Regions from separate parts of the Mus musculus genome. Here region 2 is linked to region 1. A link is a contact called in public HiChIP or PLAC-seq data. All regions are on one chromosome and are shown on one strand. Each heading gives the region's core, a stretch centred on a gene start, on an enhancer-like site or on the middle of the called end of the contact. The rest is flanking DNA. Distances are from core to core; before and after follow the strand shown.

Evidence for each region. HiChIP or PLAC-seq counts read pairs in DNA pulled down with a chosen protein or histone mark.
Region 2: an H3K4me3 HiChIP or PLAC-seq map of bone marrow-derived macrophages shows a contact between it and region 1, with 2.4 times the contacts expected there. The contact joins the promoter of C1qc here to the promoter of Tcea3 in region 1. A contact is called at or near these places in 1 of 39 promoter capture datasets (hippocampal neurons) and 2 of 115 datasets of contacts at active chromatin or transcription factors (astrocytes and bone marrow-derived macrophages).

Annotation. Positions count from the first base shown.
Region 1 is chr4:136,244,455-136,250,853 of GRCm38.p6, reverse strand. It overlaps Tcea3 (transcription elongation factor A (SII), 3), which reads right to left and starts at 2,897. Exons shown (of 11, transcript NM_011542.2): 1 at 2,737-2,897. The coding sequence starts at 2,805. It overlaps Asap3 (ArfGAP with SH3 domain, ankyrin repeat and PH domain 3), which reads right to left. Exons shown (of 25, transcript NM_001008232.2): 25 at 4,281-6,399.
Region 2 is chr4:136,889,989-136,896,116 of GRCm38.p6, reverse strand. It overlaps C1qc (complement component 1, q subcomponent, C chain), which reads left to right and starts at 3,203. Exons shown (of 3, transcript NM_007574.2): 1 at 3,203-3,273; 2 at 3,554-3,738; 3 at 5,518-6,128. The coding sequence starts at 3,555. The coding sequence ends at 6,074. It overlaps C1qa (complement component 1, q subcomponent, alpha polypeptide), which reads left to right. Exons shown (of 3, transcript NM_007572.2): 3 at 1-201.

The DNA of each region.
Region 1 (6,399 bases), core at 1,648-4,147:
TGTAAACCAGGTTGGTCTTGAACTCACAGAGATCCGCCTGCCTCTGCCTCCCAGGTGCTGGGATTAAAGGCGTGTGCCACCACTGCCCAGTGCACCACAGGTTCTAAATTCAGTTTAATTGCAAGCACTTTTACCCACTGAGCCATCTTACTGACCCCTGATAGTAGTGGGACAGAACTGGCAGGGGAGACCCTGTGCAAAGAGTCCTTTTTAACTATAAGCAAACTGACGTTTTTGTTTTTAAAGTCTGTGTTTAACAGTTCCCTAAAATCCTGAAAATTCCATAGTCAGCATGAAATCATTTGCAGTTCACCACCGGGTACACGTCTTTGAATAACTGGAATGTAGCACCCGTGAGCCTGTGCTGAAGATGGTGGGCTCATAAAGCCGTGTGCCAATCTTGTTACGTGTGCTTCTCTCACTGTGTGGCAAAGACACTCTCTGGTGCCAGTGTGGAGAAGTGAGGACGCAGCTCAGGACCCTCTGTGTCTGTTTGTTCCCAAGCGATGATGTCTGAAACTATAAACTAGCCTGTTGGCTTTGCATTTCCCAGGGAAGCCGTGCTATCGTGCTATCGGCTTTGGTGGTGGTGGTGGGGTATCTACCTGCTTTAACCGAAACTGTCAGAGCATGTGCGTCATGCCTGTTCTGTTAGTGTCAGGAGCCACAGCCCACATGCCGTCAAATAGAAGTTGCTTGCTAGATAGCAGTGTGTGGCTCTGTTGATGTGTCATTAGTGTGCACTTAGCTGGTGTGTGTTTGTCTCCTGCAAGCGGTTTAGCCGGTGCATGCTTACAGTATCTGACACAGCCCCAAGTCACTGAATAAACAAATTCCAGCCCTGCGCTGCTACGTGGAGGATCTGTCTTATTGCAGGAAGTATGCCTTCTTGGACTAACCACCACTGGGCAGGCCCACTTTCACTCTCGGTCCAGGCCCGCCTTTCTCAGGCAGAAGTCCAGAGCTCTGTGCCTACACAAACCCTGCTAGAGCCCAGGCGCAGACTCCAGACACAATTGTGACTCTACACAGTTGTGCCCTGTAAGGATCCTGTGGCCAACCATTCGGCTTTCCTGAAGACTGTCCTGGCACTACTTGGGATGCCCACTCCCAAGAGGCCCTATTTCCTCTTCCCATTTCACAGAAGAGGAAACTGAGGTCCAGAGGAGAGTAGAATAGCTAGCCTAGGAGTGTAAACGGATTAAGAGGGAAGCCAGAGCAGTCCCCTTAATCTTCTCAACCTGGCTGTCTTCCTTAGCGCCTCCTCCTACTCCCAAATCCTTCTCAGCCCAAAGCCCAGGCTTCCTTTACTGGCCCAAATCTGGGGTGAGCAAGGGGGTTAGGCTTAGACAATCTGTCTACCCGAAATACCATGTAGTTTGGGGTTCTTAGTTGGAAGAATGTCCTGTGACTTGAGTTTAGGTTTTTCTGGCGACATTGGGGGAAGCCTAGCGCAGCGCAGTCTCGCAGTCGGGGCTGGGAGCCAAAGGAAAGTGCCGCCGAAGCTCGGCAGGTGACGGGTGGAGGCATCTTTTAACGTCACCTCCAGTCCTATCTCACTCACTCTCAACTCTCCCTACTGCCTCCCCGCCCCCATGTTCTTCCCCCAGGCAATCCATCCTCTTACAGACAAAGAAACCGCAGCCTCAGCCTCTCACCATTTTACCAACACCACCATCTCTCTCATTGTTACCAGGTAACAATTTCAGGAAGCCTAACACTCCTTGGCTGCTCCAGCCTGTCACTCATCCCGGGTCTGAAACCTCTCTTTGGGCCCCAGAGTTTTCCAATTTTCCTGGAATGTCCTGGCAATGCAGGTCCTGGTGCAACTCGTTGCTAGAAACTATGTAGAAGAAAAGGACCCCGCGGCAAGTCAGCATGGAGGGCCTCATTCACAGGGTCCCTGGTCTTCTCCCTTTCAGTCCACGCCCCTCTAGAATTGGCACAGTCGCCAGCTTCCAGCCTGAGGCAAAGATCGCTAGGTAGATCAAACATTAACTTTCCATTTGGATCCAGCTCGGTGCTACCCGGACTGAGGGCTCAGGGACCCTCGGGCGACCAGGGCTGCGGACCCCCACCTCCCGCCACAGTTCTCCTTCGTGCACCTCCCCCTCTGGGCCAGCCCAGGCCCCATCTTTTCCTTCCCCCGCCCCGCACCTGTTCACCTCCGCCCGCCAGGGCCCCATCCCGCGGCCAAGGAAAAAGTTGCAAACAGAACTCCTGGCACTTCAGTCACCGCCCTTCGCTCGGGTCTCCTGGGGTGTGCAAACGAGGCTCGGCGCCCCCTTCTCAGCCCGAAGTTCTCCGATCCTTTTTGAAGTCACCCAAAACGTGCCCCTCCAGTTCTCGCTGCGCCTGCAGCTCCCCGGGCCTAGCGCACATCCCGAACCCCCAGACTCCTAAATGTCCTCCCCTGGGTTTGTGTCTCTCCTTGCTCTTTCTCTGCTCCGCGCAAGCTGCCCAGGAGCGCACCCAACCCGTCCACAGTGACTTGCAACAGTCGCGCGCCTTAGGGGACTCTGTACGATCCCCTCCAGACCTGGCCATGCACATGCCCATCCTAAAGTGGCCAGCAAGTAGCCGGGGGACCCCCTGCCGGGCAACTCCTCCCCAGTCCCGTGTCCCCTGACCCGCGCGCTCCCTTCGGGCACAGGGCCGGCACGCCCACCAAGCCCATAGCTGGGGGAGTCTTGCCTCCGTGGCCCGGGGGCTGCGTTGCAAACTCTGCAGCCTCACCGTCTTCTTCCGGGACACCATCTTCTCCAGCTTTTTGGCGATCCTCAACAGCTCCTCTTCCAGGCCCATGTTGGTCCACAACGCACGGCGGGGTTAGGGGCGCAGGGCAGCAGCGGGCGCCAAGGCGCGAGCCGCAAGGGCCGCAAACACACCGGACACTCGAGCCGGGAGGGGGCGGGGCGCGCCCCTCCCATCGCTGGGGGGAGGGGTGGCGGGCACTAAATATAGACTTCAAGGACTGCCCGGGCAAAGATTGCCTGAGCCTGGCGGGTCGTGCCTCAGGGGGTGTGTAAGTGGGAGGGGAGGACCAATCTGGAAGAAGGGGCTCTTCTCTTCCAACTCTCCTAGGGGTGCCCCAGGCTCCAGGGAGATTCGAGCATGAGGGTTCGGGGGTGATGAGTGTCAGCATAGCAGTGGGAAGTACAGAGCTGCCGGGTCTCAGCATCACTGCGCTCCCAGAGGGAGCTATGCCCAAGCTGGGAAAGTTGGTGAATTCATCGCATCTTGGTGCAGATTTTGACGTCAGCTCTGCCCTAACTTAGGTAGGCTCCTTGGTGCGCCCAAGGCCTGTGCCGTACACGTACTCGCGAGGTATACTCAGAGCCCTTTGCCGGCCAGTCTTTATTTTTTCTAACAACCTCTCAAAGGGGTATCGGGACCACGCTCCGAAAGACTAAGTTTTGGGTGATTCCGGTACACAGGGGGTGGGCTTGGAAGAGTAATTTGGGGTGGAGGGAATAACTCTGCCTCCCACTCTCGGCTCGCGAGCGGTAATTCCAAGAATTCGCTGAAGACCTAGTTCCCCTCCTGACAGAAAATGACCTTTCTGCGAGGGTCTCTGATTTGAAGCGGGGCAGAAGAGGGCTCACAGTGTGTGAAGGAACTTTCTGAGATAACCTCAGAGAAACAAGTCTGGAGCCTGTTGTGGACACCTGTCTCCCAACTGCTGCAGTGTGATGACGGTCAAGGTTTTTTGTTTTTTGTTTTTTTTTTTTTTTCATTCGACAAACGGTATCCAGTCAACTAGCAAGAAAAATCTCAGGGGCGGCAGGCTGGGCAGAATAACCATTAAAGAGGACTGTATTCCTCACAGCTGGGGTGGGGAGAGGAGGGAGAGAGGGCAAGTGTAAGGCCCAGCTGGGGCCTCATCCCCGTCCCAAGAAGTGAAATTTATTGCCTCAAAAGGCAGAATGGAAGTTTGGGGGAGGGGGAGGTCTGTGTAGTCGGTCAGGCCGCAAGCGGTTATTCTATTTACTGAGCTCCTACTGTGTTCCAGGTATTTCTAGCGTCCTGAGCCAGACGGCTCTCCTGGAGCACTCAGAGAACAAAGCTTGGGGATCACTGACATGTCAGCAGGGGGTGGGGAGGTGAGGAGGTGGCCGGGGGAGGAGCTGAAAAGTCCTTGGCTATAGCGGAGTGTTGTGGAGAGGTCCGGGATGGGTCCGGAAGGGCGGGGCCTTAACACCATGTGGCCAAAGCCAGGTTTTTCTTCAGTGGAGCTTCTGGGAGGCCTCTTGGCCAAAAGAAGCTTGAAGGACCCTAAGAAAACGCGTCAGACTTTATTATGCAAATAGAAGAGTCAATCTCAGGAAGTGGGAGGCCGCCTCCTCGGTACAGCCAGCATTTGCTGGTACCCATTGTATCCCTTCTGCCCACCTGTCCAAGAGAGAGGTCACCTGCACACAAAGATGCACACAACTGTCTTATTTCCCTGTGAGCTTTGGGGGGGGGGGGCAGACAGGGAACTGATACCCTCAGAGGGGTTTCACCATCGGTGGTAAACACCCCATTCTTTACTCTCAAAGGGACAGCGCAAAGGTATTTGCTAACTCACTATGGCCCTGCCTCAGTCCCCAGAATGCTGGAATTACAGATGTGTGCAGCTGTGCCAGCGTCTTTTATGCTTGTGTGTGTGTGTGTGTGTGTGTGTACTCGGCAGGAGGCAGGCAGCCAGAGACTGGTGGTGGTCTCAATTGCTAGCCTCCTTATGTTTTGAGACAGGGTCTCTCACTGAACCTGGAGCTGCCCAGCAGGCTTCCGGGATCCTCCAGGGTCTGCTTCCACAGAGCCAGGAGTCTGGGAGGACACTGTGTACTTAGCTCTTGGCATAAGCCCTGCAGATTCGAACTCAAATCCTCAACCTTGCGTGTTGTATGGCAAGCACTTTCCCAACAGCCTTCTTCTCTGTCCTTCACTGCTGACAAACCTTTTCTGTTTCATTTCTCCCCTTGTTATGCATTCAGGGCTCACCTCACAAACTCCATTACCCAACTCATCATCTCAGGGCAACCAAGAGGGGGTGTGGTCGGGACCATGGGTGAGCCACGAATCAGGTCCTCAGGCTCTGGCCCAGTGTGCTTTTCCTGCACACCAGGGGTTCTGAGCCTGGCTGCTGACAACATTTTGGATTGGCTAGTTCATTGCTGTGAGGATAAACCATACCATGTGGGTATGGGTTTTTTTTTTGTTTTGTTTTTTGTTTTTTTGTGAGACAGGGTTTCTCTGTGTAGCCCTGACTGTCCTGGAACTTACTCTGTAGACCAGGCTGGCCTCGAACTCAAAAATCTGCTTGCCTCTGCCTCCCGAGTGCTGCAATTAAAGGTGTGTGCCACCACGCCCGGCTCATGTGGGTGTGTTTTGAGTGTGTTTTCTTCCTTCCTGGTGTGGCAATGTGGAAGGGTGAGTGAGCCTTTAAGGGGCAGCGCCTAGTGGAAGGCAATTATGTGAGGGGCTCTGCCTCTAGGGAGTGAGTTCTTACAGAAGTGAGATTCTATAAATAAAGCAAATTGCGATTACTGCACATAAGTGCTTGCTTTCTCCTCTTTTGTGATGTTGTGACAGACGGGGCCTTTTACAGGGCATTCATGGCATGCTGTTTGGACTTTCCAATCACCAGAACCCTAAGCCAAAGAAAACTCTTTACTGTAGAAAGCACCCAGCCTCTATCGTTCCGTTACAACGACACAAGACAGATTAAGAGATGCTGTAAGGAGGATGCTGAGGGCACCCTGAGCTCAGCGATGCCCCCTCCAGTCCTTGCCTCACCAAATGTCTCCTGTGGCAAAACTCCCTGTTGTTCTCTGACCACTACTCTTTACCAACCTGGCCAGGGAAAGCATCCCAAGTCCCAAGAGTCTCCCAGGGGAATTCGTCCCTTCCCCCAGGAATCCTTTGATAAGTAAAACAGTAAGAATGAGATGAACACAAGTTGACCTGGGGCTCAGAAACAATCCTGTTTTAGGACCAAGGACCACAGCAGCCTCCAGAGTGCACAGTTCAATTCCTAGCCACACTGCTGGCTACTCACTTGGTGCCCTCTGGCCTCCCCTGTTCGGCTTGGCCCACCCCTGCAGGCCCCACCACCAAGGAGGTGTGAAACAGAGCTGTCCATGGTTGTTGGTGGTCTGGCTTTGTAATTGGACTAAGCGATGGTGGGATTTCTGGCCCTAGAAAGCAGACTTTTGAAGTTTCTCTTATCTTCCCAGCGCCTTTCTCCTTTCCTGATCCCTCGTTCCCCCAGGCTTCTGAATTCATCGAGAGAAAAGTGAGAGAAATGAGATAGGTCAACCCAGACCATCCTTTTCCTTTCTGTGAAATCAAGGCAGGTGAGTCATATTCTACTTCCAGACGGAGGGACACAGTACAGACCCCAGGGAGGGTAAG
Region 2 (6,128 bases), core at 1,954-4,453, 640 kb before region 1:
CTCCCTGTTGTGGACCACGCCCCCCCCTCCGTCCTGCACCCCTCCCCTCCGCACTCTGCAAAGTGAAGGGGCTGGGGCTTTAGCACCCTGGGGGAGGGGCTGTCTCGGAGGGAGGGCACTGAGGACTGATGTTTCTGCACACTGCCCAGTGGTTTCTTTAAGCACTTTCTGGAATAAACGATCCCCGTCTGTGTCTGTGACTTTCCGTGCAGTGGCTGGCTGTTCTGGGCACTGAGCAGGAAAGGGGCATAAAAGTGGCCATCGCTGCTGGGCGGTGGTGATGCACGCCTTTAATCCCAGCACTTGGGAGGCAGAGACAGGTGAATTTCTGAGTTCGAGACCAGCCTGGTCTACAAAGTGAGTTCCAGGACAGCCAGGGCTATACAGAGAAACCCCGTCTCAAAAAAAAAAAAAAAGTGGCCATCGCTGACTGCTTGGCTGACTGGGAAAGCAGTGTTAGTTAGCACTGTACACAATGGTTGCGGAGGGCATATCAACCAGGCTCCAGATGTCAGCCCCTGCTAGCTGCCAGATCACACCACATGACCTCAGTTTCCAAATCTGCTAAGTGGTGCCAGTAATGGAAGTTTGGAGAGGGGAGGGGGCTGCCGTGGCCAGGGCGTGAAAGCTGGAGACAGGGGTCTGTTGTTCTGTGTTGGTCAGTCTTGTTGAGCAAGCTCCTAAGTGAGAATTCTAACCATACTTCCCAGATGACTAAGGAGCAGGGGGCATCAAGCCCCAGGTCAGTACCTCAGGCAAGGAGCTGCAGTTGAAATCAGGCTAGCTGACCAATACCCTCCCAGTCTTCCCAGTTATCCTTGGACAAAACCACACAGGTGCTTCTGCAGCCTAGCTCAGAGAGGGCAAACAAGTGGCTCTCTCGGACACCCAGCAGTCTTTCCCAGAGCTGAATTTCCTGAGCGGTTGGTTTCCAGGAAGACATGGAGAGTGGATTGCTGTCACCTGACTGCTTAGCAGCCCTGGGGGTGGGGTGGGGACAACTGAGGATCTTGGGTGCTCAAGTGCATTCCCACAATCCCAGGCTCAAACACAATCACACATGGAGATATACACACACAGTTTCACAGCAATCACACATACACTGTCTCCTGCTCACATACACACTACCCTTGAGACTTACCATGATCCCATGTGGGCTGAGGCTCACCCATTCCTCACCAGAACATGGGCTCAGGGACTTCCTCTCAGAACACTATGTACAGCCTTGGAGGTACACACTAGTCACGTCTCCAAACACACGCATGCATCCAGGCACATGGGCGCACACACATGCACACACAGACATGCACAGTTGTAATGGATGTGCACATTTCCACATGCACAGAATACGAAAGCCTGTGTTTCCTCCCACACTAACCCCCATGTGCTCACAGCTCAGTCGGGGACTATTCCCCCCTCCTGTTCACTGGCTGGTGCACCTGGTCTCAGAGTCATCCCTGACATGGCCTGCAGGTACATTTGGACACACATCATCATGCCCTGTGACTGCAGCCGAGAGCCTCTGGGGTCAGGAGGAGGTGAGACACTCCAGGGAGATTAGACCCCCCTCAACTCCAAGCCACCACATGATCCTCAGAGTTCCTTCTTGGCTTCTTCTTGATCCCTCAGCCCCCCCTCCCCCCATGCCTGAATGCACACCTCCACAGGCTGGGAAAGACTTTGACTTTGGGGACCCCGTGTACTGGCTTTCAAAACAAAGTGTAAAACAGCCACTGAGGCTCCCTGACATAAGGCACCCTGCTGGAAGGTGGGGGATCTACAGCTAAGCCAGGCTGTCTGGCCTCAAAGTGGAGAGCTCCTGTCACTTTGTGGGGTCATGCCTGACCCAGTAAGTGGAGAGTGTGGAACCTTTCCTTAACCTACATTCCAGACACTCTGAAAACCCGCAATTCCTCTGAACCTGGAAGCTGAGCCTGGCAGAATGGTGGGCGTGGTGGAGAAGGCTGAGCACGGACCGAGCCTGACACCTGCTGGAAGAGCCAGGCCAGGCACAGAGGCGCCCAAGACCGAAGAGCAAGGGATTCATCACTACCACCTCACAATACAGAGCCCACCACGCTCGGCTCCTCCCAGTCCCTCACCCTTACCTTAGCCACATAGCATATCCTGGGCTACAAGTGGAGGGACAGTCAGGAGGACTGAAAGAGCAAGACCCTGTGGGCTGCTCAACTAGGTATCCTGAATTGCTAGTGTGGGTCAGGATGTAGCATATGCAGGGTGTAGAGAGCCTGGCTTAGATGTAGCTCCCTCCCCAATGCCCTACACAGGACCCCAGCCCAACCCCAAATCCAGGTAATGAGAGCATTAAGTTGGGCTATCCTACTGCCCCAATCTGCCTTCATCCCATAAATTCCACTTGAGGAAAGAGTCAGGAAGAGGCCTGGCCTGACCACTGCAAGTTCCAGGACCAGAGACAAGGTGGGGGCAGGATGAAGGGGGTAGAAAAACCATCAAGGTGGTGGGGGCCTAGCAAAAGAAGAGGTAGTGCCAATCAGGTCTCTGGAATTCCTACATCCAGTGGGGAGATCAGTCTGCGGGGCAGTGACTGCGTCTCCTGGTCAGGGAGAGACCAGCAAGAAGGAAAAGCAGAGGCTCTGTCTCTGATGCACCCATGCCAAGCAAGCTCACCCTGGCACCCTTCCCTGAGCCTGACAACTGGAATGGGTACATGGATGTTTCTAGACTAAGGCCCACCACTTGACAATTTCATGCGAGGCTTGTTTCTGGAAAGCTGCTGAACACAGGGGTCACCCAGCAACTGCACAGTGTGTGACTTAGGGCAAGCCTCAGTTTCCTCTTCTGGAAGAGGGGCTGTAACTTCATCTCAGGGAGATAGAAGGCCATTGATTCTCAAGCACGGAGGATGCCATAGAATGATCACCCTGCCCCTAGGGACAGCTGTGCCCTGGGTTCAGGTCTACACCACACACACACACACACACACACACACACACCCTGGTGTTCTCAGGATGAAGGGACGGCAGACACTTCCTCATTTTGGCACACATGACCTAGGGCCAGGGAAGGAAGGGGTGGGTAGAGATATCACTGTGGTCAGCCTGGATCAGAACCTAAAAGAAAGTGTCAAGTCAGGGAAAATTTCTGGAAAGGGGATGTAGGGTTAGGGTGCTGTGGGGGAGGGGGCTCTCCCTGCTCTGGGCGGTTCTTCTCTCACAGCTCTGAAACAGTATGTTCCTGTCTGGGAGAACAGGACGTCTCTGTGATTAGGCCTGAAGTCCCTTACACCCTCAGGTGAGGCTGGGACCCTGCTGCAGTGCGAGCGAGTTGTGGTTTCCCCTCAGGTACCCTCCTGAACCATAGGACTAGGGGTGTCTTTGTTTGCTGGGATAGGCCTTCTCTAAGGCTTGGACCTTAGAAGAGACCCACTACCTATCTGTCCATCATCCATCCAGCCATCTGTGGTTGGATGTGGACTCCCCAGGATGAAGGGCTACGGAAGGGGACGGGGCAATGAGGAGAGGGAGGGAGAATTCAGTACCAGTTCCTCCATCTCACCCCCGCCCCTCCTCAGGATGGTCGTTGGACCCAGTTGCCAGCCTCCATGTGGACTTTGCCTGCTGCTGCTGTTTCTTCTGGCCCTACCACTCAGGAGCCAGGCCAGCGCTGGCTGCTATGGGATCCCAGGGATGCCAGGCATGCCGGGGGCCCCTGGGAAGGACGGGCATGATGGACTCCAGGGGCCCAAGGGAGAGCCAGGTAAGTCTGCTTGCCTGGATGGAGGCTGGCCTTGGGGCGGGAAGCGCAGAGCCCTCTCTTTCTGCAGGTCCTCAGAGTTCAGACTTTAGCCTCCAGACTGACTCTGGTGACCTTGCAGCATGCTGCCCTCATTTGCCTTATCCTGTAGAAGGGAATAAAGAGGAGCCTCTGTCCCTGCAGGCAGGTGACAGCCTGTTCATTCTACAGATGGATGCTTAGGGAAGGTGGCCCACACTGCCGGGGCACCTATGGGAGGGTCAAAACCAAGCCAAGTCCACCACCTCCCTCTTTATCAGCTTACACAACTTTTTTTTTAACCCCACAGTGCCTTAGTTTGCACGTCTGTGAAATGGGTGCTGCAATCCCTGTTTCTCAGGTTGTCACAGCTTTGAACACGTTTACATAGATGACAAAATTAAGCACCTAGCAGGTGTGATGGTCTCTGTCAATCAGGATGCAAGGGGCAGGGTGGTCAGGACCACACCCAGGGTGTTCTCACGAGTGTCATGGTGTGAAGGGCAGGCCAAGGAAAGGAGTGGGCTGCTAGGGTTAGGGAAGAGAGGAGGGCAGGTGTTGTGGCCCTTTATGAGTGTGGGTGCTTTCCCTGGGAGATCAGTGGAGTCTGGGCATGAGGGAGGGTAAGTAGGGCTGAGCAGAACTCGTGGGGACTTCGGGGACAGAGGGATGAGACAGGGGGCTAATGGAAAGCGCCCTAAAAAAAAAAAGAATGTCCATACTGGCCTCTTTCCTCCCAGCCACCAAATGAAATCTTGCGACCCTGGAAGGAATTACTCACTAGAGGGGAGCCGGTGAGCCCCCCTGGGCTGCACTTTACGGGACCCTGTACATAGGCTGGCAGAGGAGCTTTCTGAGGTCCCCCGGCCACCAGGTTTGGCTCTGAGCATTCTGCATAGGTTCACCTCCCAGAGCTGATAAACCCTTAGATCCATGACTTGCTTCTACTTTGCAAATGTCAAAACTGGGGTCCAGAGAGATCAAGCAATTGACTGGCTCAGAGCCACACAGTGACTGTTGCTCTGCTGCCCCTCACTGTCACTATCCTGCCCTGTCCCCATGAGGAGGCTGAGATAGCCCTGCTCAGTCATCGCCAGCCCCTGACACCACAGCATACTGCTTCCCATGTGCCTAACCTGTGCTCAGCCTTCAGAACAAGCAGAGGCTCATAGAAGGAAACCACCAGCCCGCGGTCACACAGCCTGAGATCTGTTGGGTCCTGAACCCACCCTCTCTTCTTGTTTCTTTCTCTTTGTTTTAGCTTTGGTTTCATTGACACACGGTTTCAGTAGCAGTCTCAAAACCTCAGTGACTGTCCCGCCTCAGTGAACCTCTCCTGAGTGAGAGGAGGCTCTGACTCCAGACTATCTAGCCTGAGCGTAAAAGGTCCACAAGCTGTTGAGAATGTCACAAGACAAATCTTCACGGATTTCTCACACAGAGGGGACAGGCAGGGGTGGTCCAGGAGGGCTTCCTGGAAGAGGAAACTGGAGTTATATATCAAAAAATAAGTAGAGTCCTTAAAGGGGAAGGAGAAAGATCATCAGGCAGAGGCAAAATTCGACCCTCCCACCTCAGATTCCAAAGTGAGACAGGGATAGACCAAGCACAGGACTTACAGCAGAGTCCCTTCCCCCGTCCTGTCCCCTCCACCTGGGCAGAGCTATCTGGAAAGTATGGGCTACAGGTCATTGCCGGACCCACTCAGGGTCCCTCTTCCTGCCTTCTGCCCTATCATGTCCTTCCTGTCTGCTCTCTCTCCAGGAATCCCAGCCGTCCCTGGGACCCGAGGACCCAAGGGTCAGAAGGGCGAGCCTGGCATGCCTGGCCACCGTGGGAAAAATGGCCCCAGGGGGACCTCAGGGTTGCCAGGGGACCCAGGCCCCAGGGGGCCTCCGGGGGAGCCAGGTGTGGAGGGCCGATACAAACAGAAGCACCAGTCGGTATTCACAGTCACCCGGCAGACCACCCAGTACCCAGAGGCCAACGCCCTCGTCAGGTTCAACTCTGTGGTCACCAACCCTCAGGGGCATTACAACCCAAGCACAGGGAAGTTCACCTGTGAAGTGCCGGGCCTCTACTACTTCGTCTACTACACATCGCATACGGCCAACCTGTGCGTGCACCTGAACCTCAACCTTGCCAGGGTGGCCAGCTTCTGCGACCACATGTTCAACAGCAAGCAGGTCAGCTCCGGAGGAGTCCTCCTGCGGCTCCAGAGGGGCGATGAGGTGTGGCTATCAGTCAATGACTACAATGGCATGGTGGGCATAGAGGGCTCCAACAGCGTCTTCTCTGGTTTCCTACTGTTTCCCGACTAGAACGGCAGGCTGCTTCCAGCCCCCAGCCACCCACCTCGCTCCCTCTGCTTTCCC